6 separate regions of the Mus musculus genome follow, and regions 1, 2, 4, 5 and 6 are each linked to region 3. The links are chromatin contacts, called in public Hi-C, HiCAR-type, HiChIP or PLAC-seq and promoter capture Hi-C maps. All regions are on one chromosome and are shown on one strand. Each heading gives the region's core, a stretch centred on a gene start, on an enhancer-like site or on the middle of the called end of the contact. The rest is flanking DNA. Distances are from core to core; before and after follow the strand shown. Region 1 has its middle 40 kb from the start of Gm35891. Region 2 holds the start of Noct (nocturnin). Region 3 holds the start of Pcdh18 (protocadherin 18). Region 4 overlaps Gm37548 (a long non-coding RNA gene). Region 5 holds the start of Ndufc1 (NADH:ubiquinone oxidoreductase subunit C1). Region 6 has its middle 17 kb from the start of Gm37548.

Region 1 (3,912 bases), core at 189-2,688, 1.4 Mb before region 3:
CACAGACTTGCTGATTTCCTTCAGAATGGAGCATGCCCTCAAATGTCCATGCGTGGCTTCCTTCCCTTATCTTTTTGACTTGGAAGGACAGACAGGGATGGCTGTCAGCTAGTCTTTGATGTGGGGGACAATGACTAATAAAAACATTGAAATCATCTTCTCCTCCTATTTCACTTGACTCCCGGTGTCTGTCGCAGACCCTGCCTGATTGACAGAATATTACCCAGATAACCCCCTTCTTAAGTGGCGGCGAGGCAGCAGCGGGCAGTTTTTCATTTAGAGTCTATCAGCTGAGAATTGATAAAGTCATCATGGAACAACTGTAGTTTGACCCCGACCTGACAAAAGAGATCGAAAATGTCTTGGATAGAGAGAATCACGGGGCTGGCTCCATCCCTGCCTGGGAAAAAGCGTTGGAGTGGGCCAAGGGCTAACACCCAGGCACTCCACGAGTATGTTTAATAACTGAGAAGTAAATAATGAAAGGGATGTCAATAAACAATCGCGATTTAATAAATTATTCATTTTAACAATCCTACCAGTGTTTGCCCAGGGATGTAGTGTTTTTTTCTCCATCTGCGGTATTGGTCTGAACCTGCCTGGTTGCGGAGCTGTTCACCATCGTTGACAGCAGGGGGCACTCACGTCACGCCAGAAACATGCCAAACTCGTGGTTTATGTAGGAGGGAAAGATGGAGCAGATAGAAAAGCTTCAAAAGGAGGTGGAGGGGAATATAGAAAATGAGTGGAGAGATACTGAAATGAAAAAAAAAAAATTTCCGCAGGCAGATCAAATTCACCCTTGCACCGAAGCAAAGCGTAAAGAAATAAATAGAAAACAGTCACTCTATATTTTGCTGGTTAAAATAACTTATTTATTTGAAACTCATAAGATGACAGATTTGGAGCAGTCAGGGCAAGGGCAAAAGAGATATTCGAAATTTAACAGATTTATTTCCATCTCGAAAATTCCACTGTGATTTTTTTTCAGGAAAGACTCCCAGATCACAACTGATTCTCTTGGGCTGATGTGAAACACGCACACAAAAAAATGATTAAAAAAAGCAAACTTCCAAACAACCCCCAAACAGCTGTTGAGGGGCTATAGACTGTGTGTTCTTCTTCTTCTCCTTAGAGGCAAGGTCTCACTGTGGAGTCCGGGATCGTCTGGAGTGTTGGGCTCACAGGTTTCCGCGCCTTTGTCCAGCTGCCGAAGCCTTTGGAACAAAGCCCCACCACAGTTTAAGGCTAAGTTTTCTCGGAAATGAACTCCTAGGGTCAGTTCGCCTCCGTGTGTGCTTTCTTTTCTCATGGACTGTGTGACAGTCCCCACTTTATGAAACTGTCCCATGTGAGGCCACGCTGCTTTTACACATTGAAGAAAGGCCGTCGTGGTCCCCGGGATATTTACTGTGAACCCAAGGCACAGAAGAATGTGTTCTCGATCGATGGCCATGCAGATGCTAAAGCGAGTGGTATTTATTTATAATAATGCGTGAGGCGGCCCGCAGGGAAATGTCATCTTGTTTGTAATCAATCTCGGTGTGAGGCTCCTGCTGCAGCACAATCAGGCTCTGCATTAAGTGACAAATTGGCTTCTTCTCCTCATTCGGACTGTCATTTCTCTTCAGTGGGGATACATCATCTCTGTTACAAGGCCTCGGAGCTTGTACCACACACAGATACACATGCATATGCAGGCCCTGCCAACGTACTCGGGATAAAAGCCTCCAGCGATAGCGGGTATGACAGGAAACAGGAAAATGAGAAGGGCCCCCTGTGCTCACCGTGTCTTGCCGCCTGGTGATGTCATTGTATCCCGTGAAGGCGTGTCACTGTTAGGGATTGAACTGTCTCTCAAAACCTGTGCGTTGAAGCTCTAACTGCCAATGCAACAGCATTTTTTTAAAAAATGATTTATGTGAATAGGTGTGAGGGCGTCAGATCCCTGGAAGTGGAGTTACAGACAGTTGTCAGCTTCCATGTGGTTGCTGGGAATTGAACCTTGGTCCTCTGGATTGAAAGCAGACAGTGCTTTTAATTACCGAGACATCTCTCCAGTCCACAAAGTTTACTGCCCCCTCCCCGCCTTTTTTTCCTGAGATAGAGTTTCTCTATGTAGCTATGGCTGCCTTGGACTCACAAAGATGCCTGCCTCTGTCTCCTGAGTGCTGGGATTCACAGTGTGGGCCAACACTGCCTGGCTGCCACGGTGATAGTATTTAACAACAGGCTCAGGCTTGAGTGTACCATGATAGAAAAATTGAGACTCTATAGGCTTAATCTCTAGCTATGCCTTCATCCCTAAATAGGCCATTTAGGGGGTAATTAAGGTTAGATGAAGGCCCAGGAATGGCACCCTAATCCAGCTCAGCTGGTCCTCTTAGTACCCCTCTTTTGGAGTCTTTGAATCAGGGATTTACTCAGTAGCCCACATTGGCTTGGAACTCACTAGACCCAGGCTGCTCTTGAATCCATTATGTGGCCTAGACTCGTCTTAGACTCATGGTCTTCCTGACCTGTATTATGGGCATCATGTCCAGCCCTCCATAGGCCATTATCCAGTTTTCTTTTTTTCTAAAACAAACCTGGCTGTCCCGGAACTTGCTCTGTGGACCAGGCTGGCCTCGACCTCAGAGATCCACCTGCTTTTGCCTCCTGGGCCGGGATTAAAGGCACGCGCTTCCATCACCTGGAGACACACAACTGCTATTTGCTGCTGCTATTCTAAAGTGAGGAAGGGATGCTAGATGTGAATAAGGATTTTCCTCTCTGAGTATGAAGGTAGCCACCTGCTCAGAAGAGACTTTGGACTTTTAAATAATGTTGAGACGATGATAGACGATTGGGACTTTGCAAGTTGGACTGAACTCAGTTTTGCATTATGATAAGACTATAAGCCTTTGGGGGGCAGGGGGGTGAATAAGAATGGCTTCCCTTAGAGTCATATAATTGGATGCTTAGTCATCAGGGAATGGCACCAGTTAGAATGATTAGGAGGTGTGGCCTTGTTGGGGAACACACCAACAGGAGTAGGTGTAGCCTTGCTGGAGGAAATGTGTCACTGGGGGTGGGCTTTGAGATTTCAAAAGATCAAGACAGGCCTCTTGTTTCTCTGTCTTCCTGCTGCCCACAGATCCAGCTGTAGACCTCTCAGCTGCTTCTCCAGCATCATGTCTGCTTGCATGCTGCCATGTTCCCTGACATGATAAGAATGGACTAACCAACTGTAAGCCAGCCTTGGTTTCCTTTATCAGAGTCGCCGTGGTCATGGTGTGTCTTCACCGCAATAGAACATTGACTAAGGCAGACTCAAACTTGCTTTCTTTTACATAGGAGGATGAAGGGGCTGGCTCCAAGCTGGGGAGCTGGCATTTTGATGTTGGACTTCAATTTACTAGAGCTGGGAAAGAGATTTCTGCTCTTTCAGTTTCTCAGTCTGTTGGGTTTTGAAATTTAATTTAAAAAATATTTTGTATCTCTCTCTCTCTCTCTCTCTCTCTCTCTCTCTCTCTCTCTCTCTCTCTCCCTCTCTCTCTCTCTCTGTATGTGAGTACATGTGCACATGCCATGGTGCACATCTGGAGGTCAGAGGGTAACTTGTAGGAACCAGTTCTCCCCGTCTCCCACGTTGGTTCTGGGGCTAGAACTCAGGTTGCCAGGCTCGGAGGCATGCACATTTGCTCGCTAAACCATCTTATTGCTCCCAGGCAATGGATTTTGTGTGTGTGTGTGTGTGTGTGTGTGTGTGTGTGTGTGTGTGTGTGTGTGTGTGAGAGAGAGAGAGAGAGAGAGAGAGAGAGAGAGAGAGAGAGAGAGAGAGAATCTAAGCAGACAGAAGCAAAATCAGCAATAGGAAGTGGAGTGTGGCTCTAACAAATATCTAAACTTGTGGAAGCAGCCTTGAACTGA
Region 2 (3,772 bases), core at 1,011-3,510, 1.5 Mb before region 3:
AAGAAATGCATTAGACATCGGTCAGAAGCCTCACACTGCCAACTCTTTGACTCCATTACCACAGCTGTCCTTGCTCTGAACTACATAACCCACCTGTGCACACAGATGTGCCTAATGACAAATCCGGCTTCTGAAGGAGTTGGAGGGGGCTGGTACCAGCCAACCTTTCCACCACCAAACCTAACAATGTTCCTCCTTGAGACGAGCAACAGGAAAATGGTGTTACTGGGATGCTATCCATCCCAACAGTTATTCCACAACCCACCAAGGTTCTATAGACCCTGAGGTGGGGGCACGACCCTGGACTTTCAAAAGTCTTGCCTTCCTTCCTACCTTTTTGAGACAGCTGTCTCTGTATAGCCCTGGCTGTCCTGGAACTCACTCTGTAGACCAGGCTGGCCTCGAACTCAGAAATCTGCCTGCCTCTGCCTCCCAAGTGCTGGGATTAAAGACGTGGGCCACCACTGCCCTGCGATAACTCGTTAAAGAAAGCCTCATGAAACTTGGCGCCACGTGCTAGCCTTTAATCCCAGCATCCGGTAGGCTGAGGCGGGTGGATCTCTATAAATTCGAACCCAGCCTGGTCTACATAGACAAGGTCTAGGACAGCCATGGCCATGTCTTGGGGGGAAAAAAAGGCAACAAAAGACAACCACAGGGAACCTATACGTTCTAATGTACACTCTGTCCTTAAATTCAACCAATACTCTCTCAAAATGTACTCTAGTAAAATAAGGATGGTTACTGCATCCGAATGTTAGACGGCAATAACCTAATTTGAGGTAACAACCAAATTACACTTTCTAGAAAAGTACTATGGAATAATTGCTGGTTCTGAAGGAGCGCCTACATTAAGTAATTGCTAGATTTGAGGGAGAAACTACTCATTTAAAAGCCATACTTGATTTATATGTAGTTTGTGACCGTCGCAATCTGCTTTTAGGCAGAAAGGAGACACTTAAAAAACACAAGATGATGTACAGAACTGACTTCATGAAAGGTTGATTTACCAGGGATTTAAGACGAAGTGGAAGACTCCCCCCCTTCCAAAACATAAATAAATTAATGAGCGTAACGAGTTAACATGTGCTATTACTACCAGGGCTTTGAGAAGATTCAGAGCCTGTAGGCCCTGCAAACCCAAGATCATGCCATTTTTAGATATTTTTTCCCCTTCATGAGGATGTCCACAAGCCGTCTGCAACCAAAGCGTTACCGCCCTGCATCGGGGGGTGGGGGTGAGGGGTAAAGCAAAACGTTAGCGACTGGGGTCACTGTGGCCACCGGGGATTCAGGGGGATCAGACACGAACGCGGAAAGCGAGGCCCCCTGAGCGGCGTTCCCTCCCTCCCGACGCGACGCCGGGGTGAACGCAGGGGACCAGCCCGCGGCGCCCATTCATTCCGCGCTCCCGCTCACCTGTTCGGGGACGCGACCTCGCGGCGCCCGAGGCCGCCGCCGCCTGCAGTTGCGGGGACTTGGGCCGAGATCCGAGCACCGGCGGGGCGAGCGTTCGGCGCGGGCCGGGCACGAGTGTGCGGCGCAGGCCGGGGGCGTCCCTGAGCAGCAGGGCCGAGCAGAGCCGCCGCGGGCTCTGATACATGCCGGGCGCCGCCGCGCTGACGAGCCGGGCCGAGCTGGGCGGGCGACGGTGGGGTGGGGGTGGCGCGGGACCGCTGCGCTGCGGGGTGTTCCTTCCTCCTCGTCCCTCGGCGCCGACCGGGCGAGCTGTGCCGGGAGGCAGACGCGGCGGCGGCAGCAGCGGCGGCTCACTGAGGCGAGGGAGCTAGCGCCGGGGAGCAACCGGCGAGCGGCGGCGGAGCGGGCGCTACCACGCGGTGGCTGCAGAGGGGGGGATCCGCGCGCACGACCAGGGCGCAGTCAGACCCGGACAGCTCCGGCCGAGAATGGACCGTCTGGATCAGTGACAGCGACTGTAGATCTCCCACGGGGCGGAGGCTGGGGGCTGGCTGACACCGCGGGGATTCGTTAGAGAGGCGTTCCGGGAGCCTCTGTCCCCTCCCGCCGGCTGCAATGGGAGCGTCCACAGGCTGGGAATCCCGGGTTGGTGCCAGCGCTGAGTGTGTGCGAGCGCGTGTCTGGGAGAACGTCCTCCCCGAGCTGTGGGCTCCACGCTCCGCGGTGCTGAAGGAGATTAGGCACCAGGACGCGCTGGCTACTTGTGTGGCGGCTGCGACAAGCATCCGCCCCTCAGGCACGAGAGGCGGAAACGGACTGCAGGGCGTTGAGCGTCAGTCCTGCCAGAAGGTCTGGTGGAATTGGCCTTGGAGCTAGCTGGGCCCTGATTGGAGGGCTGGAAGTCACACCTGGGAGACAGCACTGTAGTTATGGAAAATGAAGGCTAAGGGAATTGGGGAGGGGGGGGGGAAACAAAACAAAACAACCCCCCCCAACCCAAAACAACTGCTTGGGATGGGCCAGACGTAATTTGGACTGTTACCGAATTTAAAGCATTATCCATCCAATAAACCACTGAAAAAGCCAAATTGAAAGTGGAAAGCAGGTGCGGCGGTGAGGGCGACCGCCTTTAATCTCAGCACTGGGGCAGGGGCCCGGATCTTCAACATGGTCTGGAGAGATCCGGCCGGCCAGAGCTACACAGTGAAGCTCTGTCTCAAAATAAAAACAAAGAAACAGAAAAACACCAAACAAACAAAACCCTCAAAACAACAACAAGAATACAAACGAACAAAACTGAAAAAAGGAGATGTACTTAATATGCCCACATGGGGTAGAAGGACGAAGAGTTAACCTCTCTCTGGGATCCCAAAATGAGATTAAAGTTCAAATAGAAGGCCAGGGGTATGCACATCTCAGCAGTCCGGGTCAAAGCGATCTGACTAGATAGAACTGTGTGAATTCCCGCTTCCTGAAAGAATTCCCCCTCAAGCAAAGGCCTTTTCCTTTTCCCAGCAGGAGTTTCCTGAAGGAAATTCCCATTTCTTGGGGGGTCCATTGTTTCAATAGTCTGAGAGTCAGATGCACACACCCACATTCTCTTGAGAAAACCCTTATTTTTGTCAGCTCTGTTGCAGGGATGCTAGGATATGGTCAGAGCTGTGTTTTAATCGGATGCCATATGTTCCAGGAAAATGCTGGAGATGTTGCTCAGTGGTGGAGCACTTACACAGCACTTGAGAGGCCCAAGACTCACATTCTCACCTAAGGGGGTATGGAGAGGGAAGGGGTGGGGGGAGGCGGAGAGGGAAGCAGGAGAGAATGAGTTGAAGAAATACCTCAGGTAGGTTGTGTAAGGAGTGACTAACCCTAACCGGGAATGGAAAAGAAACTTTGAATGAGTATCGTCACCAAGGATTCAAAATGCTTTCCAGACCTGGCCTAAAACATCTAACACCCACAGGATACGGATGAATCAGCTGACAAGCCGATGACAGCATCGGGGCCAGGAACTCCTTAGCTGGTCATTATTAGCGTCTGAGGCTCAGTTTTCTTATCTGTACAGCAATCAATCGCCCATGAGTCATTAGGCAAGGCAAAGGGTCATAAGAAGGTAGCAAGTGCTTTGCAGATAGAACAAAATACAGCAGTTGGTTTACAGTTTAGGTAATGGATCTATGGATGCTGACTCCCTCCCTCCCCCAACCCCCACCACACACCACATTTTCTCCCCCCCCTTCCCTTTCTTACTCCTGTAAGCAGTTTGTCAGTAGCCAAGAAAGCACAGCAGAGGGAGCAGAGAGGGTCAACCAGAACTTGTAATGAATGAGACAGCCTTAAGGAAATTAGATAC
Region 3 (3,534 bases), core at 261-2,760:
CTTAGAATGAAGGAGAGTTTGTATTGGGGCTCTTCTCTGGTTTCTTCTTGGGGGAGTACCTTCTCTGTGACTATAGCTGAGTTCTGCTGAGAGTAAGCAAAGTGGAAAAATCAGAAAATTACTTTTTAAAAAAATGTGTTTCTGGGGGGCAAAATAGGAGAAAAATAAATGTCAAATAAGTTACATGGAGATTCTGTGAAGCACAGAATTTGCAAGTAGCTGAAGACAGCTGAGGGATAATGCAAAGGGGGGGTGGGGAGGGTGAGCAAGAATGGAGCCAGAGTGATAAACTTAAAAGGAGCCGCAGAGCAGAAGGAGCATCATAAATAATCATATTTCCCAATAAGAATACCATATCAACCCCGTGACCTGGATACAGCACCAACCTCCTGAGATATTTCCAGCACTCTGATGCACACAAAATGCAATTTTCAGCTCAGGCATTTTATTTCTCAGTGTAAACAACCTTTGGGTTTTTAAAATACATATCTGGAAACTGTTTTCATAAATAATGTATGTATTATAAAAATTTGACTTGTAAACTATTGAGTCCATGTCTCCTCAGAACTCATTGTGAAAACTCACTATGGGTAGATAGTACTCTATTGGAAGAATTCGCTAGGCGAAGGCTACCAATTTTACCCAAGCTATCAATTTTGCCCAAAATAAATAGGATTTTTTTAAGTGCAAGGCTATATATATATATATATATATATATATATATATGGAACAATTTTGCTCAAGCTAAAGAAAGGGCTGAAATAAGGTAGAATTTTTTTGCTAATTAGTTCCAAACTCTGAGGTGTTCCTTTAAATCTTGCTAATTAAGAGAAATCGGGAGTGCAAGATAGGCCCCTTTCTTATCTTCAAAGAGTAAAGATGAAAGAAAGCAGAAAATGAAACCTCTCCACTTGGGCTGTTCTTTAAAACAGAGCTCCAAGAAAATCGGCTTGCTGCTCCTTGGAGGAGAAAAGACCCGCCGAGGGGGAGGGGGTGTGTGCATAATTAGAAGCAAGTTTCCCCATTTTATTAAATTCCTCCACCGACAAAATTCACTTGGAGGTATTTTAAGTGAAACCAGCAGTTAAGGAACCCTGAAAAAAGCAAGATGATTACATGTTTGTAGCAGAAGAAAAGATCAATTAAGAAAACAAGAACTATTTAATGTGCCATATATAAATACAGGCGACCAGAAGTTGATTTAAAGTTTTTTTCTTCCTTTCTTTTTCCTTCCCTCCCGGTCTCCCCACCCCCACACCGCTCTCCTGCTGTAATTTGTCTCCCCTTTGTCGCGGCACGCTTGGAGAAAGTGGATGGAGATGGAGGAGGGGCGGGAGGGCTGAACCCCACCCCCGGCCGCGCTCCCGCGCCCCTAGCGGGTCCCCAACCCGCGCCCGCCACCCTCCCGCTCCCACCCTCCACGCGCGCCCTCCCTCGCTCCGGTGACTCCAGCAGCTTCGGATTTGGAAGCTCGCTGATTGGCTGGAAGCGATTCAACACACGCCAGGCAAAGAGCTTTGTCTGAGTTGAAGTGAAGTTGTAGAGATTTTCAGACTGGAGTCAGCAATCACCGGTGTTTAGTCTGCAGCGGAGCAGAGAAAAGGAAAGGGGGGAAAATCAAGAATCGCCCGGGAAACACAGACTGCAGACTCCGCCAGCACCCTGCAATAGATGGGGACGGAGTCCACGCGGGGAGCCAGGCCGAGGTGACACGCTGCTCCCAGCCAGGAGGACCAGCGGCCACCCCTACCAGGAAGGGACTTCACGCTCCTATCTGGAAGTCGCCAAACGGTGTGTATGAAAACTGAAGTTTGCGAGCTGTTTAATTGCTGTGTGATTAAGAGTCGCTTTCAAGACTCTGAGACCCGATGTGGCTTAGAGCTCTGAGTGGCTGGGAGGAAGTTGAAGGGATTGCTGGGCTCTTCTAACTCGCCCTGAGAAGGGAATCTAGCAACTGACCAATGCACCAAATGAATACTAAAATGCACTTTAGATTTGCACTTGCACTTCTGATGGCGTTTTTCAGCCACGATGTCCTGGCTAAGAATCTGAAATACAGGATTTATGAGGAGCAGAGGGTCGGATCGGTAATTGCTAGACTATCAGAAGATGTGGCTGATGTTTTATTGAAGCTACCAAATCCTTCTGCTGTTCGTTTTCGAGCCATGCCACGGGGGAATTCTCCTCTCCTGGTCGTAAATGAGAATACCGGAGAAATCAGCATAGGGGCTAAAATTGACCGCGAGCAACTATGCCAAAAAAACTTGAACTGTTCGATAGAGTTTGATGTGCTCACTCTGCCGACCGAGCATCTGCAGCTGTTCCACATTGAAGTGGACGTGCTGGACATTAATGACAATTCCCCCCAATTCTCGAGACCCGTCATTCCCATTGAGATATCGGAGAGCGCAGCAGTTGGGACTCGTATCCCCCTGGACAGTGCGTTCGACCCAGATGTTGGGGAAAATTCCCTCCACACCTACTCGCTCTCTGCTAATGATTATTTTAATATCGAAGTGCGAACCAGGACAGACGGGGCCAAGTACGCTGAACTCATAGTGGTGAAAGAGTTGGATCGGGAGCTGAAGGCTAGCTACGAGCTTCAGCTCACCGCCTCCGACATGGGAGTGCCTCAGAGGTCTGGCTCCTCCATCCTGAAAATCAGCATTTCGGATTCCAACGACAACAGCCCGGCCTTTGAGCAGCCTTCTTACACAATACAACTCTTAGAAAACTCCCCAGTTGGAACCTTGCTCCTTGATCTAAATGCCACCGATCCAGATGAGGGCGCTAATGGGAGAATTGTGTATTCTTTCAGCAGTCATGTGTCTCCCAAAATTATAGAGACTTTTAAGATCGACTCAGAAAAAGGCCACTTGACTCTTTTCAAGCCAGTGGATTATGAAATCACCAAGTCCTATGAGATAGACGTTCAAGCCCAAGATTTGGGTCCCAATTCCATTCCTGCTCATTGCAAAATTATAATTAAGGTTGTGGATGTCAATGACAATAAACCTGAAATTAGCATAAATCTCATGTCCCCTGGAAAAGAAGAAGTATCTTATGTCTTTGAAGGGGATCCCATTGATACATTCGTTGCTATCGTCAGGGTTCAAGACAAGGATTCTGGGCTGAATGGGGAAATAATCTGTAAGCTTCATGGGCATGGACATTTTAAACTTCAGAAGACATATGAAAATAACTACTTGATCTTGACCAATGCCACTCTGGATAGAGAAAAGAGATCTGAGTATAGTTTGACTGTGATTGCTGAGGACAAGGGAACACCAAGCCTCTCCTCAGTGAGACATTTTACTGTTCAAATCAATGACATAAATGACAATCCACCTCGCTTCCAGAGGAGCCGATATGAATTTGTCATCTCAGAGAATAATTCACCAGGGGCGTATATCACCACAGTTACAGCCACTGATCCAGATCTTGGTGAAAACGGACATGTGACATACACCATTTTGGAGAGTTTTGTCTTGGGAAGTTCCATCACCACGTATGTAACCATTGACCCCTCTAATG
Region 4 (3,343 bases), core at 404-2,903, 1.1 Mb before region 3:
GGAGGGTGGATATGAGGGGGTAGGGAGATGAGTGGGACCGGAGTGCATGATGGGAAAGTCACAAAGAATCAATAGAAAGTTAAAAAGTATATGAGACCAAGGGAGGTTACACATCTATCATGTTTTTCTTTGGAGGCTGTCATTGTTTCCTATGATAGAGAGCCAAGCTTTATCCTGATAAAGCATTTATGTGATAGAAAAGTCAAGTCGTCAGGTCCCCAGTGTGACTCTACTTGGCACAAGATATGGTGTGGCTTTCTGTGTCTCTGGAAGGCTTGATTTTTAACAGAGTCCACTTATAGACAGTGGCGTACATATAAACATACTGGAGCACTGAAATGATGGTTTGATCAATGGCAGACTGTATATTCCATATAGTTCAGGTGTATCATAGGTTCTACCATTTGAATATGTGTAGTTTGTGTCAATATCCTCTGAATACTTATACTGCAACAATATCATTGGATGATGAATTGTCTCTTAGAATGTGCCCTGTCATTAAGTAATATTTATTTATAGTTATGTGACAAAGCTAAAGTTACTGTGTAAACAAATAGCCATGGTGTTTGGGGAGGTGGGAAAAATGTGTCTCCATTCTCATCCAAGCAAAAACCGAAGAACCATGCAGATGAGTTGTAATTTCTTTTCCCTACACTTTATCCCAGATGGAGTCCTAGCAGGAACATGTAGGGGCCTCATGTGTCTAAGGACAGGTAGGATAGTGGTTATATAAGAACAAGTTTGATTTAAACATTATACATACATGTGTGTGTGTGTATCTGCTCTTGTGTATATACACACACACACATATACACACAAACACATACACATATATATGTATACACACACACATATATATAGTGTTGGTGGCCAAGGTATTTACATATCTGGTAGTACCTCGATCACTGAGCTATATTGCTATCCCTGAACTTGTATTTTTGAGAGTTCTATGTCACGTTAACCTATTAATAAATTGACTTCAGTTAAGATGACTTCTTTTGAATTATTGCTGATCAACATGGTTTGTTTTTCCCCCCTTAGCTCATCCTCATATCCTCATCTTTTTCACGTTCTAATTAATTTTCAACTCTGTTTATCTGCTTGAGCACAGAGAGTCTTAATTGCCTTAGGAGAAGGTAGTGTTAAACCGGAGTAGGTTGGAAGAGTCCAATTTAACTGTCTCCTTTTGAATCAGGTGCTTGGGAATTTGGAACTCTGCAACTTCTTGGCAGCTAACGTGTTTTGAGGATGAATCGTGGCCATGCCAGTGTTTATTGACAGTCTTCATCTGTCTGTGGATATTGGGATCCATGGAGAAGAACACACAGAATCCACAGAGAACAGTATCTACTTAGCAATTTAAACCTCTCCTTCATCCCTCCCTTCAGTTAATACTGGTTCTTCTTCATAGGAAGCAAACTGAGAGCGTTCACTTTTCCTAATCAGGTTTCCATTCCCTGTGACATGAAGGGACAGTTAGGGGAGGGAGGGGGATGATAGAATATAAGGTTGGATAGTCTACACTGCTCAGACAGTGATTGATCCCGATTGGCACTTGTAGGCTCTTGATTTTTCTCCTGTGAGCCAAGAGGAGCTGTTCCCTGTGGCAGCAGGGTAATCCTGGGGTGCCTGGGTTTGGCCAGCCTGCTGGATGGACGGATTCAAATGCAAATAGGGATTGCTGTTTGGTATGCGGGAGGCTTTCAGTAGAAGCCTCAGAAGTTTGGATCCTTTGTGAAATCTGAAGAATCAATCTACTCTGTCCTTGGTGCCCACCGAGCAAACCTCTCTACCGCTTCTTTCTCTGGTACAGAAGATAAACGAAAAAAAATCCCATTATTCAGCTTATGCCATTGTCATGGCAGTCTCCTTTGAGCCTCTTGGCAAAACCCTGCTTGCTTTAGAACCGTACATCATACCGGATCCATTGAGAGCCATTATTTATCTGACAGGATATTTATAAAAGCCAGCATTAGCTGTGGCTCCCAGTCAATATGTTTCTCTCTCGCTGACACACATCACACCAACAGGCTTGAAATATTTAAATACAATAGTCCCTTCAAGAAATCATTAATTTTTCTATCACTGCCACTAGTGATAATTTGACGGAAATGGATTTTGTTGGAAGAGCTGAGCTGTCTACCAGTGGATACTTTCAAGTTCCCCACACTTCAGAGGCATTCCCACACTTCAGTGTAGGGCACAGTGAGGGTCCAGGAAGACCAGAACCCAGCGGTCCAGAGGCAGTGGCACGGCAGCAGCTGGCTTACCCCAGCACCGCCCCACCCACTTCAGTTAGGAAGGCGGTTAAATATCAAGGAGAGAAAAGGAACCGGAGGCCCAGCCACCTCATTAAGGTCCCCATCTCTGCTACTCTGTCTCCTCCCGCCTGCCCCCTGCTTCTCAGCTCCTTCATTCTCCTTTGCCCTCCCCTCTCTTTTATCCATGTTTCCACTCTCTCTGCCTTCTCCTGTGGTGTTAGCTTTTGCTCTTTGATCTTTCTTTTCCCTTATTCACACCCCCTGTGGGGTGTGTGACTGGGTAGAAAATGGAGGACAGTCATAAGTGTCTCCCTCAGTGTCTCTGCTCCCTAGAGGGTTGGGGTCTGGGACAGTGTCTCTGTGTCTGGCTATTGGCTCACCTCTCACTGGGAATCTTCATCCATAATTAATGGAGAGCATTTCTATGACCTCTCACCAGGGAGGACAAGGCTCCAACTGTGAGGTTTCCTGGAGGCAGGAAGGACGTGGAACTTGTTCAGAATATGATACCCTGTGTTCCAGGCATGGTTCCTTAACAGAGGAAAGAGATTCAGCAAGTGTACCCGCAGCAGCAGCAGTGGCCTTTCTATAACCGAAATGGGACAGCTCCTATAGCGAGCAGACAAGAGGCGTGGTTTCTGCTTGTTTGTTTGTTTTTGTTTTGCATATTAGACATGACAAAGCTTGGTTAATTCATGAAAAAACAAAACAAAATTGTCAACCAGCAAACAAAACAACAGCAACAGCAGAAGTCATTTGGGGTGGCATTTTGGAATCTCGGTGATTTCCTCTTATTAAACTTGTGGTTCATGTGGAAATGACACCGCAGGATCATGTGGAAGGTTCCAGATTGTTACCCCAACCCCCCCCCCCCCAGAGCTGTGAATCTGTCTATCCAGATAATGCTAGGACCTAGGCCAGGCTTCTCTCGTTCTACCACTCCAAACAATCACACCTGTCCTAATCCCTTATTGTCTGTCCTGACACAGTGCCAATCAACTCTAGGCAGCTCTGGGTCATAAGAAGAGAGGATAATGCCTCCGAGTTCAAGAATATTACACGATGTTTGGAATTTAGCTGTG
Region 5 (3,346 bases), core at 806-3,305, 1.7 Mb before region 3:
AGAGGCAGGTGGATTTCTGAGTTCGAGGCCAGCCTGGTCTATAAAGTGAGTTCCAGGACAGCCAGGGCTATACAGAGAAACCCTGTCTCAAACAAACAAACAAACAAACAAACAAACAAAAAACCACCCCACCCCACCCCAGCTAGTCATGGTCTGGAGAGATGGCTCAGCAGTTAAGAGTGTGTCTTGCTCTTGCAGAGGACCTGGGTTTTCCTACCACCCAGATCACACCAGACAACTCACAGGGGGATCCAGGACCCTCTTCTGCCCTCCATGGACATGTGTGGGCACTGATGCACTTGACAAGCAGGAGCAAACACACATAAAAATAAATAAAAATCTTTAAACCAGCTGATTAACCAGGGTGAGCAACGCTGCTGACCTTCCAGGCACCTGCACACATGCACATACCACGATGTAAGCCTACGCATAAAAACCAGCTTTTTAGAAAAGTATGTATTTATTTATATGAGTATCCTGTAGCTGTCTTCAGACCCACACAAGAAGAGGGCATCAGATCCCATTACAGATAGTTGCGAGCCACCATGTGGTTGCTGGGAATTGAACTCAGGACCTCTGGAAGAGTGCAGTCAGAGCACCGATGTGCCATCTCTCCAGCCCAACAGTTTTGGTTTTTTATATTTTAAAGAATAGTGACTTGAGGCTGGAGAGATAGCTCAGTGGTTAGAAGCACCAGCTGCTCTTCCAGAAGACCCAGATTCCACTCCCAGCACCCATATGGCAGCTCACAACTGCCTGGAACGCCTGTTCCAGGGAATCTGACACTCTCATGCAGAGATACATACAGTCAAAACAGCAATGTTCTTAAAATAAAAATAAATTATTTAAAAAGAAAACAGTGTCTTGAATAGGCAAACTGGGCATTTAGTACTTTCAGATAACACCTAAACTTCCCAACTATCCTACAAGGATAAGTTTTACGTTATCAATAGACAACTATAGTAGAGATTAAGTAACAACTAAAGAATATATTGTTGAAATGTAGTATACCCAAATGGTACAGAGACATGACCGTTTGAATCTTGTTCTATATAGGCTCCTGGCATTATAGCCAATCCCATTGTTAAGTGAGCTAATGGACTCTAGATCTAGAGTTCTGAGGACCACACACTGGATGCCTCTGCCATCTGAACCAGTCAGATCACTGTCATCTAACATCTATAAAAATTTTTTTTAAAGATTTACTTATTTGTTTTATGTAAGTACACTGTCACTGTCTTCAAATACACCAGAAGAGGGCATGGGATCCCATTACAGAGGGTTGTGAGCCACCATGTGGTTGCTGGAAATTGAACTCAGGACCTCTGGATGGCTAAGCAGTGCTATTAATTGCTTAGCCATCTCTCCAGCCTCCATATATAAGAATTTTATCAGGGCCTGGTGACAAAGGTCTATAATCCCAGCTCCTCAGGAGGCAGGAAGATCAAGTGCATGGGAACCTTAGCGAGACCCTTTCTCAAAAAGTTAAAAAAAAAAACAAAAACAAAAAAAAAAAAACTATGTGGGGCTATGTAGCTCAGTGGTAAGGCACTTGACGGCGATGTAGGATTCCACCCCGATGAATAACAGAACCTACCTCATAGGACTGAGAGGAATCAATGTGATTTTGAGTATAAGTGGATTTTAGGAACTGTTAAGAGCCTTTGCAAATACAAAGTTCCCTTCGTCAACAAGTTTATCTTTGAGCACATCTCTTAGTAGATGCTAATAATCACAGCACATCCTACAGTCACTGTAATGACTCGTGTAAAGCACACGAGTTTTTGGCTGACAAACGAACTCTGTAGTAAACCTGACCAGCACCCTGGAGATGGACAAACTGCTTTCCCAGCCCCAACCCTCTTCGTACCCTTTGTTTTATTCACAGCCCACTAAGTCCGGGTTCTTGGGAACCTTGTACTGAATGAAGGTAGGAGTCTGGCCCACCTGCGAGTCCCAGTTCTGCTGCCAGGGGGCGCTGCGCTCTGCGCCACCAACCGGAGATGCGCGCGCAGGGAGAAGGCGGTGCCAGCTCGGCCAAACGAGCAACCCGAGAAGAGGCGGAGCCTGCGGAACAAGATGGCGCCGTCCGTAGTGCTGCGCTCGTTTTCGCGGCTGCTGGCCCCCGCCCGGCTGCCGAGCTGCTGTGAGTGTCTTTTCAGAGCCCATTCGGCCCTCAGCCTAGCCCTCATCCAACACGAGCCACCCTGGAATCTCCGGAGGAGGAGGAGGTCGCGGTCCAGGCCGACCTGCAGTGACCTTCACTGGCCGCGAGCCGGGTTCTCCACTCATCATTAGCCGTCAGCTTTCCTCCAGGCTAAACCCTGACCTCTGCGAATGGATTTTGAGTCTTTTTGTCCCAGGCTTTTCAATGTCTGGGAGACCCTTCCGGGGCTGCCTCCCAACCTCCCACTCCAGAGCCTATGAGGGCCGACGAGGCTTTAACCCAAGCTTTGAAGGCGCCCTGAGTACCAAGGACGACCTTCTGTCTCTGCTGGTGTCCCCGAACAAATTACTTAGGTTCTTTGAACTATGTTTCCTTGACTCTTTAAATTGGGGACGAACAGATAGAGGACAAATGACAACAAAGCCGTAGTGGAGCGCGCCTGGAATCCCAGCCCGGTGGAAGTGGAGACAGGCAATCAGGAATTCAGGGCCAGCCCGCACTACAAGAACCTCTATCTCAAAAATTACATCACTAGTATATGTTAGATATTCCTCGCAGACATCAATAAAACACATATTCTCTTTCCTTTTTCAGCTTCAACACGGTCGAAGTTCTATGTCCGGGAGCCAGTCAATGCCAAACCTAACTGGTTGGCAGTTGGACTGTCCGTGGGCGCCTCGGTTTTCATGTGGATTTATGTGAGTACCGTACTCACCGAGTCCCCTGGAGCTGAAGTTACAGACATTTCTGAGCTGCTTGTTGTTGGTCCTGGGGACCAAACTTGGGTCCTTTGCAAGCAGTACATGCTCTTAACTGCCAAGCCATCTCTGCGGCTCCAAGTTCATCTACATTTTTGAAAGTTTTTCCTGATGGAAGGCTTAATTGCTGCGGAGATCATTAAGGATTGAAATTAGGTCTTTGATTCCCAAGAATCTTATCATTGCATTAGTCATTGTTCTAGTTACACAGTCTGTCAGACTGTGGTTCTAAGAAAGTAGCTGCTCTCTGACTTCTAATTAACATACACAGAGGTGAGGGTTGGTCATTTAATCACAGTGTGAGGCTTCTAAGGTTGGAAGGACAGCATACTGTATTTAGACATTGCATACACACACACACACACACACACACACACACACAGAGGTACACAAAAGTATAGCATATACTTATCAGCCAGCC
Region 6 (3,447 bases), core at 9-2,508, 1.1 Mb before region 3:
GTAGTCTGTTATTAAGTCGGGGAGGGTAGGTTTCTACTGGGATCCCCAGCCTGGAGAAGCAGGGGATCCCCCCAGCCTCTGAAAGGGTGTGAAACTTTTCAACTCTCCTCTCCTCTCCTCCCCTCCCCTCCCCTCCCCTCTCTCCCTCTCTCCTCCCCCCTCTCTCCCTCTCTCCTCCCCCTTCTCTTTTCTGGTCCCCTTGTCTCCTTTCATCTCCCCTGCCCTTCCCCTTCCTCTTTCCCTCCCTCTGCCTTTCTTACTTCTCAGTCCTCTATCTTGGTTACCTTTGGTAGGTCTCTTACTCTCAAGGAAAAAAAATGCTCTGCAGGTATCTGTAGGCTCTCCTACCCTCAGATCCAGCGAATGTTACCACAGAATGAGCTGGTTTATATTTTGTACTTAGGGACTTTCAAAAGTATTATCATTGAGGTTGCTGATCCCATTGATAACTCTCATCAGCCATGGCCAAGTGGTGATCATGACTTTTGTTGATGGTTATCGGTGTTTACTGGTTGGACTCTTGGGTTGTCAGGCAACATCTTTTTAATTTGATAGAAATCAAAGGAAAGTAATCTCTCTCTCTCTCTCTCTCTCTCTCTCTCTCTCTCTCTCTCTCTCTCTCTCTCTCTCTCTCTCTCTCTCTCTCTCTTCCCCTCTCCCTCTCCCTCTCCCCTCCTCCTCTCCCTCCCTCCCCACCCCACTCTGGTTATTCTGCAGCTTTGTGATATTTGAAAAATCTCAGAATAACAGTATCTTCTTAATGGAGGTTAAGACTCTTATTAAATATTACTCAGTGGTTTTCAAAGTTCTGGGTGCTATAAACCATTGGGGGACCTTGGTCAAAGTGCAGACTTCTAAGACCTAGAGGCAGATTTTAGCATTCAGTAGCTCTGGATGACCCTCGTCTTTGCATTTCCACATATTCTCAGGTTGTTAATACAGGGACGGGTCGGTGGCTGGACCCAGATCGTGGCGAAGCGAGCTGCCCTGTTAGCTCTCCACCTGCCCCACACAGTGTTTCCATGCAGGCTGCCGTTCTTTAAGCTGGGAGTGTTGTTTTCTTTCGCTCAACCCGGGAAGGAGCCTTTCCCCAGCTCAGTGTTTCACCTGCATTGCTATTTTCAGAGCTTTTGGTTTCAGTATGAGAATCGAAGGTTGAACTGAAATCAAATACATTTGTCTGGGAGTGGGATGGTCTGTCAGGCATTGATCTCCTTGAGCTGGCGCTCTCTGGGAACGCCTCCCCAGTGAGAATCCCAGTCAGGATTCTAAAGGTTACATGGAATAGGCCTGATTTCTGAGCTTCTCTGGGGAGATCACTTAATTCATAAAGCACAAAGTGGAGAAAGCCGCCACATACCCACAACTCCCCCTCGTTAAGTAACCAGAGCACGGTTCCTGTTATAGAAGAAAATAACGTGTTGATTAGCGTGTAAGCCAGAAAATACCCCCGAGCGGTGAATCTTTAAAGATGAAATAGTTGCACTTTGGAAGACGGGGAAAAATGGCAAAATGAAATCCGGGTAGAGTCGGCTTTGCGAAGGCTGGGTTTCTGCGTGCGCGCTCACGGCATTCAGCCACGAGGGGGCAGCATTGCACTTTGGTTGAAAAAACGGTCTGGCAGGAAGGGAGCCCTTTAAAGGAACATAACATCTACGTGAGCAAAGCTAAAAACCAGAACATTAGCAAGCACCAGAAAACCAACAACGCAGAGCCCAACTGTCTTTGTTATAATGTGCCGTCTTCGCTTCTCCCGTGGACGGGATTTAATATTGTAGTATTAAGACTTTCTGGGCCATATCACGTCAGTTCATAAATACATGCTTAGGGGTGGTGGTGGGTATGCAGTGAGATTATTATGATTATATGTATATATATTATACCTTCCACTTTTGTTTGCCTTGCCTTTCTCAGCTTACCGTTCTTGCGTTGTTGTCAAATACCAGGTCTCCCACATTGCTTCCTCCAAGGCAGAGCCCAGACCTTCTGTGGGCTGCCCCTCGGTGTGGCCCGTGATTTTGTGGAGTTCCATGGAGTTTGGCTAGAAAGTTACTTACTCCTTTCCTTTTTGTACAAAACTAGGTTCTTAATTTCCATGGTTCTGGCCCTTCTCTAGGGATTGTAGCCATGGAGACACTTTCAGAGGAGTCAAACCATCGCTCTGTGGGGAGTAGTTGCATCTTTGAAATGGACCCCTAAGTCACACTGAGACCAAATCCAGCCTTTGAGCTGAGAAACTCAAGCTCCACCAGCTCAGGGGCGGCTTCCCTATGCTCCCGGACAGTGAGTGAGTGCCTGGTGTTGAAGGTGCATAGTAAATATTTGTCCAGTGAACGAGCCCCATTTCAACCCTCACGCCGTGACCGATCACCATGCCCTTCACCCACTTGGGATTTGCTTTTGGCTAATGACTAACGTGAGACCACACGAGGCTGGAGGTGTTCACTTGCCTTTCTTTCTAGTCTCCAACACTGTTTTCTTTCTGAGTTTGCAGGGTCATGGTGACATGAGGCAGAGTTTCTTGCGGGGGTGGGGGTGGGGGGAGTCATTTTTGTTTCTCTGATGTTTGCATACAATTACAGTGTTAATTCTGCCTTTGTGTTGGGAGTTCACAAAGACCAGATTAAAGTTTCCCCTCGGTGTTACTACCTGGCTCCTTCCTCCTCCCCTTTTCTTCTCTTCTTGTTGGGAAACTTGACTTTGAGCAGGGCAGGGACTAACAGGCAGCGGGAAGATTAATTACCCTCCTTGGAATCTCACTTGACTGGGCAAGGTGAGACAGTTCAATTATGTAATCATGCTGGCAGTCTTGGCTTCCCAGGCCCTGGGTGCTAGGACTACCCTCTTCCTGCATTTTAATTATTATGAGGGACTCGCTCTGCTCCTTGTAACTCTCCAGTGAACCCTCAGGCCGTGGGAAAGGAGCTGTCAGTTTTGGCAGGAGATGCTCCAATCGCTGGCATCTCTGCCCTCTTCGAGGGTTCCTGTGGAGAGTCTCCGTGCTCCTGTTGGAAGCTGTGGTTGGGCTGCCTGGCTGCGTCTCTTGGGCCATGTGGATTCCTTTTCTCTATCGCACAGCTTTTTAAGGCTTTCTCCTTTGCCTTGAGAAAGGCTCCCATTGAAGCTACGGGCCAGGGAGCCTCATTCGAGTGGAATGCATTAGAGGTGGGAAGTGTAGCAGACCCTCCTGCAATGGCTGAGAGGTTATCATCTGCTGTGTCCAACACCGGGGGGGGGGCAGGGACCACATGTGGCCATTAGCACCTGAACCATGGCCAGTGCAATTAAGGAGCTGAATTTTTAATTAGAATTAATGTGAAGTTCAACAGTTATCTATGGCCAATGGATACTCTATTGGGCAGTGAAAGACTCCTGTAACCATTATGTCCACAAAGGAGATGATCTCTCTCTCTCTCTCTCTCTCTCTCTCTCTGTGTGTGTGTGTGT

The links. Promoter capture Hi-C pulls out the DNA fragments that hold promoters and counts their contacts. Hi-C and Micro-C count contacts between places; a contact is called where the count stands out from the background. HiCAR-type assays count read pairs that join an accessible place to other places. HiChIP or PLAC-seq counts read pairs in DNA pulled down with a chosen protein or histone mark.
Region 1: a contact with region 3 is called in a HiCAR-type map of astrocytes, with 7 times the contacts expected there. The contact joins the enhancer-like site here to the promoter of Pcdh18 in region 3. A contact is called at or near these places in 10 of 39 promoter capture datasets (the 3T3-L1 cell line, cranial neural crest, embryonic stem cells and 6 more), 4 of 484 Hi-C or Micro-C datasets (adipose-derived mesenchymal stem cells, nephron progenitors and uterus) and 6 of 115 datasets of contacts at active chromatin or transcription factors (the NIH/3T3 cell line, astrocytes, craniofacial prominence and 3 more).
Region 2: a contact with region 3 is called in a HiCAR-type map of astrocytes, with 6 times the contacts expected there. The contact joins the promoter of Noct here to the promoter of Pcdh18 in region 3. A contact is called at or near these places in 2 of 39 promoter capture datasets (cranial neural crest and hippocampal neurons) and 1 of 115 datasets of contacts at active chromatin or transcription factors (astrocytes).
Region 4: a contact with region 3 is called in an H3K4me3 HiChIP or PLAC-seq map of stem cell-derived neural progenitor cells, with 6 times the contacts expected there. The contact joins the enhancer-like site here to the promoter of Pcdh18 in region 3. A contact is called at or near these places in 7 of 39 promoter capture datasets (cranial neural crest, embryonic stem cells, frontonasal cranial neural crest and 2 more), 1 of 484 Hi-C or Micro-C datasets (cardiomyocytes) and 2 of 115 datasets of contacts at active chromatin or transcription factors (embryonic limb bud and stem cell-derived neural progenitor cells).
Region 5: a contact with region 3 is called in a promoter capture Hi-C map of cranial neural crest. The contact joins the promoter of Ndufc1 here to the promoter of Pcdh18 in region 3. A contact is called at or near these places in 1 of 39 promoter capture datasets (cranial neural crest) and 1 of 115 datasets of contacts at active chromatin or transcription factors (astrocytes).
Region 6: a Hi-C map of nephron progenitors shows a contact between it and region 3, with 4 times the contacts expected there. The contact joins the enhancer-like site here to the promoter of Pcdh18 in region 3. A contact is called at or near these places in 8 of 39 promoter capture datasets (cranial neural crest, embryonic stem cells, frontonasal cranial neural crest and 3 more), 22 of 484 Hi-C or Micro-C datasets (adipose-derived mesenchymal stem cells, cardiomyocytes, cerebellar granule neurons and 12 more) and 9 of 115 datasets of contacts at active chromatin or transcription factors (astrocytes, craniofacial prominence, embryonic forebrain and 6 more).

The regions. Positions count from the first base shown.
Region 1 is chr3:51,167,142-51,171,053 of GRCm38.p6, reverse strand. No RefSeq gene overlaps it. Among named protein-coding and RNA genes, the nearest start is that of Gm35891, 40 kb to the right of the region's middle. Within about 2 kb of position 1,438, at least 6 of the 459 cell types and tissues checked have an H3K27ac peak or open chromatin away from gene starts, as enhancers often do.
Region 2 is chr3:51,222,935-51,226,706 of GRCm38.p6, reverse strand. It overlaps Noct (nocturnin), which reads right to left and starts at 2,260. Exons shown (of 3, transcript NM_009834.2): 1 at 1,420-2,260. The coding sequence starts at 1,603.
Region 3 is chr3:49,755,292-49,758,825 of GRCm38.p6, reverse strand. Pcdh18 (protocadherin 18) reads left to right here and starts at 1,510. Exons shown (of 4, transcript NM_130448.3): 1 at 1,510-3,534. The coding sequence starts at 1,962.
Region 4 is chr3:50,880,886-50,884,228 of GRCm38.p6, reverse strand. It overlaps Gm37548 (a long non-coding RNA gene), which reads left to right. Exons shown (of 2, transcript XR_003954473.1): 2 at 1-992. Among named protein-coding and RNA genes, the nearest start is that of Gm37548, 6.3 kb to the left of the region's middle. Within about 2 kb of position 1,653, at least 48 of the 459 cell types and tissues checked have an H3K27ac peak or open chromatin away from gene starts, as enhancers often do. A contact at or near this core is called in stem cell-derived neural progenitor cells, where this site is marked.
Region 5 is chr3:51,407,664-51,411,009 of GRCm38.p6, reverse strand. Ndufc1 (NADH:ubiquinone oxidoreductase subunit C1) reads left to right here and starts at 2,055. Exons shown (of 4, transcript NM_025523.1): 1 at 2,055-2,146; 2 at 2,762-2,865. The coding sequence starts at 2,080.
Region 6 is chr3:50,904,297-50,907,743 of GRCm38.p6, reverse strand. No RefSeq gene overlaps it. Among named protein-coding and RNA genes, the nearest start is that of Gm37548, 17 kb to the right of the region's middle. Within about 2 kb of position 1,258, at least 109 of the 459 cell types and tissues checked have an H3K27ac peak or open chromatin away from gene starts, as enhancers often do. A contact at or near this core is called in cerebellar granule neurons, cerebral cortex, forebrain and 5 more, where this site is marked.